Regions from separate parts of the Callithrix jacchus genome. Here region 2 is linked to region 1. Evidence: chromatin contacts called from public Hi-C data. All regions are on one chromosome and are shown on one strand. Each heading gives the region's core, a stretch centred on a gene start, on an enhancer-like site or on the middle of the called end of the contact. The rest is flanking DNA. Distances are from core to core; before and after follow the strand shown. Region 1 overlaps LPP (LIM domain containing preferred translocation partner in lipoma). Region 2 overlaps LOC103788187.

The links. A called contact is a pair of places that touch in the nucleus more often than the background predicts.
Region 2: a contact with region 1 is called in a Hi-C map of skeletal muscle, with 4 times the contacts expected there. The contact joins two enhancer-like sites. A contact is called at or near these places in 2 of 3 Hi-C or Micro-C datasets (induced pluripotent stem cells and skeletal muscle).

What each region holds. Positions count from the first base shown.
Region 1 is chr15:17,762,128-17,764,720 of calJac240_pri, reverse strand. All of the region lies in intron 9 of LPP (LIM domain containing preferred translocation partner in lipoma), which reads right to left. Among named protein-coding and RNA genes, the nearest start is that of TPRG1, 370 kb to the left of the region's middle. Within about 2 kb of position 1,285, at least 6 of the 16 cell types and tissues checked have an H3K27ac peak or open chromatin away from gene starts, as enhancers often do. A contact at or near this core is called in skeletal muscle, where this site is marked.
Region 2 is chr15:17,925,248-17,927,840 of calJac240_pri, reverse strand. The region is part of intron 4 of LOC103788187; the gene reads left to right. Among named protein-coding and RNA genes, the nearest start is that of TPRG1, 210 kb to the left of the region's middle. Within about 2 kb of position 1,305, at least 14 of the 16 cell types and tissues checked have an H3K27ac peak or open chromatin away from gene starts, as enhancers often do. A contact at or near this core is called in skeletal muscle, where this site is marked.

The sequences.
Region 1 (2,593 bases), core at 36-2,535:
GATTTGCTATTTCCTGATATGAATTTGCGACTGTAAATGAAGCCAAATTCCCTTTAATTGAGAAAAGTATTAACTGGTATTACCACATTATTTCCATCCAAGGCAAATGAATAACTAGGGGACTCTTTCAAGAAGATAGGCTATACTCTGTAGGCCTTGGTACTAGCCCATCAGAAGATGTACAAAGATGTCCTTTTTCTGTGTTTCACCTGTGGTATGGCTTGGCTGTGTCCCCACCTAAATCACATCTTGAATTGTAGTTCCCATAATCCCCACATGAAGTGGAAGGGACCCAGTGGGAGGTAACTGCATCATGGGGGTGATGGTTTTTCTATAAGGGGCTTTTCCCTTTTTGCTTGTCTTTCATTCTCACCCTGTGAAGAGGTGCCTTCCATTATGATTTTAAGTTTCCTGAGTCCTCCCCAGCTATGTGAAACCGTGAGTCAATTAAACCTCTTTTCTTTATAAATTACCCAGTATCAGGTATTTCCTCATAGCAGTGTGAAAATGGACTAATAAACCTTCCTGTCGGAAGGACCAGTATAAGTCATTTTCTCCGCTCCCAGCCTTTGACAGAAGTGCTGCCCACAACATCTCTGAAGAGTGGGCAGTCTCTTTCCTTCTCGTGGCAAAATGCTAGAGATCTCTCATGTGTCCACCTTCCTTTTAACGTAGTACATATTGCTAAAGGTTATGTCCCACATATGGCACTAGCCACTGTTCCAAACATAATTTTATTTGACATTCACAAAACCCCTATAAATACTACTGTAGCCATTTTACATAATGAATAAACTGGAAAGCCTCTTTATTACTCCTGGTGAGTTCAGCCCAGTGAATACACATAAACCAGCCTAACCGCCCTTTCACCCACAGCTCTCAGTGCTGTCAGACTGAATCCAGTAAGGCCTTTTGGCACCACATTTGTGCTCTAAGTATAACTTGATGAGGAGATTGCTCAATCTCCTTTGAAAGTGTGATCCATTGCCTAACAGCTGAAAGTGTCTCCTCTATTACTGGAATCAGCTACCCAGCACTGGGATTACTGGAAAGAGCTGTTGTGATGGGAACACTTGATCACATATGTAAATTTTCTGGAGCTTTCTGAAAGGAACAGTGGGTTGCATCTGATAAAGACATGGATCCAGAAACAGTGTAATGAGAATGAGAATGGCAGGGTGGGATCCTGAGGTGAGCTATGTGGAGCGAGGACTGTGAGGTTAGGAAGGTACAAAGGAAAAGCTTTTTCACTAGAAGGGAGAAACAAGGAAAGGAAGTGGACTTTTACTAGCATTCCAGACTGAGTATAAACCTGGGGAGCATTCCAGCAGGCTGGAGAACCTGGTAGATAATGGGAACCCTGAGCTTGAGTTCCTTCTCCGACTCCACAAATGGCTCCTTTGGGAACCTCACCCTTTTTATTAAAGCCTCATTTATTCCAACTGTGGTTATGAATTTGGATGCAAAGTGTGCCTCCTCCATTACTGGAATCAGCTGCCCAGTAATGGGAACCCTTAAAGAAATTCCATTTGCTGCTTCAATTCTGACCTCACAGACATCATTACAGAATCATTTTGGATACTCGAGAGATTGCAATGTTCCAAAAAATGCTGTTTTCAGGGCTCCTGGAAATACAAAGGTTTGATTTCAGTGTTACCGAGAGTCCTTCAATCTGATTAAACAATTATTTGTACATAGTTTGAAAGAAGGGAAAGTTCTGATTTCTGTACCTTATCAGAACTCTCCCTTCTTCCAAACTATTTACAAATAAGTCCTATCCAGGCAGAAAACAGGAAATGGCAGGAAGCTAGCTGATGTATAGATGCTGTAGTGTAAATGACAAGGTTTAGAGCCACACAGCCTTACAATCCAGTCCTCCCACCAGCTCTGTGTTCCTGGGCAACTCCGTTAAGCCTTCTGTGCCTTCATTTCCTCATACATTTTTTTTTTTAAATAATAAAGAAGGTATCTGTTCTTTAGGCTCAAAATTAGGTTGGAAATGGATGAAGGAATTAGAAGTTAGCCGAAACAGGAGAAGATTCCGATGGACTTGAGATCTTTCTTCAAATACTTAAAAGTGGAAGATGTATTAGCTGTCGTCTCTATGGACCAATGAATAAATGTTTTTAGGAAATAGGCTTCTGTCCAAAAAGTAGCTTTTTAACCTTTAGAGATTTCAACACAAGGAAAAGCTGCCATGAGAGCTAGTACATTTCTCATTATTGGAATTACACTTATTTAAAAATATATATAATAGCTAATCCATTGCAAAATCATTTTGCAAACTCCACTGCAAAAAAAAAAAATCTTTTTGAAAAATGAGTAAGCACCCTTCTGTTTATGTCTTTTGTAAATTTCTCACATGGTTACTTGGCACAAAATGAAAGCAGGCCCCCATATTGCAAGACCAACCCATAGAAAGGGAACCAAATGGCACATGTGACAAGTTTGAAGGGGCTCTGCGTGTGCTATTCAGTAAGCCTCTACCATCCTCAGATCTGTGTGTCAGTCCCGCATTGATCCAGGTCCCTTCCTGATTTTCTACTGTCAAATGGACTAAATGAAATAATCTATTTTCCATAACGTTCGCATT
Region 2 (2,593 bases), core at 56-2,555, 160 kb before region 1:
CTACGGCGTAAGAGGGATCTAACAAGCACAAAGATGGCATACCCCAAGGCTGACTGGGTGTACTGAGACCCAAGGAAGAGTTGAAGGAGAAAGAAATGGCATCTAGAGAAAGGAGTTAGCATCGAAGCTGGGTTTCAAGGGATGTGAAATATTTGAATGAGTGGCAAAGATAAGCCAAACAGAGGCCATCATATTCCGATGAGTTTTAAAAGAATTTTAAGAGGCCTCAGCCAAGGTTCAGGTGGCAAGAAAACAGGAGGTATCCATGGGGCACCGTGACCAGGCAGAGTCCATCTGATGTGGCTGCCTTAGAAAAAGTGGTAAGACCAAGGAGAGATGAGGCAGGAAGGGTGCTGATGCCAGGCTGGGCTTGATTCTAATTTCCTAGACAGCACCAGGAGCCAGCTTTCCTCCTCTCATCAACGTGGCTACACAAATCTCCATTCTCCTCACCCTGCACTTCTGTTGAGGCTGCTCAGACACAGATCTCATTGGCTGTGGCTACTCTTACCAGGCTGACTGTCTTCCGTCCAACAAGGAAGGGAGTCTCATTTGAGGAACTGCACAACCTCTTCTGGTTTCTGTACTGGACACTTTCTCTCTCTAGCCACCAGAGAAGTGGGTTGGAACAGTAGGGGGAAGTGTCTGTTTGGCAACCTCACAGGGCTCAAAAACTTGAAGAGGGTGGATTTTAGGGGTTATCCCCTTGAGAACGTTCACACGTTTGCATCTTTCTGGTGACACCATTTATATTCCTATTTTCCGGGAGTACACACAAGGCCAGAGGCACTTTGGACCTCAGGGCTTTCAGAGGAGTGAAAGACCAGAAGGTCAGGGAAAGACTTTCCCATTTGGCCTCACTGTTTTGTGATGTGTGTCAGGAAGGTGTTATTATGGTGAACAATTAAGAAGTAGGAAATTTAAAAGCAGAGAAATAAGTGACTCACCCAAGGTCACATAGCAAGTGACAGAGCTGCAAGCGACTGGAATGCAAATCCCCTGGAGCCAAGCCATGTATTCATACACCTACCTCAAAGCCTGCTCTCAGAAAGAGGTGGAAGAGGGAAAGGAAGAAGAAAGACAGAAGAAAAAGGAGGGGAGGAATAAGAGGGAGAGAAGCAGAGGAGGAGAGAGATGGCAGAGCCCTTCCCTGTAGGTGAAGGACCTGGAACCCTCTCCTTTCGCCTCTACTCACCCCCACTTCCTTAACTCGTCCTGGACCCAAGAAAATGGGTCCAAAGCTGTGCGGTAGGGAAGGGCTGCTGGGTAACTTCTTTACTGAGGCGCAAGCGTGGCCCTGCGGGGTTGCTGGGCCTTTCAAAGGCCACTTGTAAACTCTGATGCTGCGCAGGGACTGGCCCCGAGGGGCTGGGGCCCCGGCCAGGAGGAGAGGATGGGCCTGCCTTTGCTGCCTAGAAATCAAAGCGGCCAACCTCGGGCTTTTTCTTCGCCCTCACACTGAGGCACTTTCATTGGCGAGATGAAGGGAGGCAGAGCGGGCCTTACAGTCCTCGCTCTGCTTTTGGAGGTTAATGACCCAGTTAGCAGCTCTTGGCTGCGTTTCCGACATTTTGCAGACATCAAGCCCCGCGTCTCTGCCAAGTACATTCTGTTCCCTGGAGCTCATCCAGTGCATCTCAGATTACTATGTAATGCGACAAAGAGGGAGAGGTGGCTGGGAGGGGCATCGGGGAGCGGGGCGGGGAGGGGAGAGGGCGGGACGAGGAGAGGAGGATGCCACTCTAAATATAGCTGCCCTCCTGGAATGCATCTTTCAAGGTGCTTATTTACTGTACGAGTGATCTCAAAGTGAGGGTACGACTGGGCCCTGTCGTGCAGGAATACTGGGGCGCTGAGAGCGAAGCCCAGGACCAGGGCGAGGACAGAGAGTGGGGGCGGGGAGGAGACTGCGGGAGGCTCGTGGCTGGGAAGGGCGGGGAAGGAGGACCGCAAGGGGGCGGGGCTAAGAGGTGGTGGCCCCACCCCCAAGGGCGCCGCCCCGCTTTGCGGCTCCAGCCGGAGCTGCAGCCTGCGCGCTAATTATAGACGTGAATGGAGAGCGGCCGCTTTTGAATGATCGCGTTGCTCGAGCTGCCGTTGGAAGCTTAGAAGCAGGTGCTACCGTGCTAGATACAAAGCCATCTATTTAAAAGCCCTCTGTCACGCACGCACAGTCACTGACGAATCCTCTGGCTCTCTCCTACCACCAACCGATGGCGGATTCCGGAATTGGTTCAAAAGGCCTTGAGCCGGAAGACCCGGGACAGAGACGGAGGGCTTTTCCTACCTCTTTTGCCTGCATCCTTAGAAAACTCCCGTGCGTGAGAAGATCCCCAGGCCTTTACAAGCTGTTGTTCTACAAACGGAGAAACTGAGGCAGGGAGAGGCGCTGGGTGTGCACCAGAGCACGTGGTGCCTCAGTGCATAACTGAGGTAAAGTTCCGGGCTCCTAACAGCCTCTGCATTTGCCTTACCAGGTTGGAACCTGAAGCAAGTCTCACTTTAACGCCATTAATTTCCAGGCATGGATCTCTAGCAAATGAGCATCCTCCTCCTTTGCTGGTTCAGCACCCACTCCCTCCAATCCCCACCC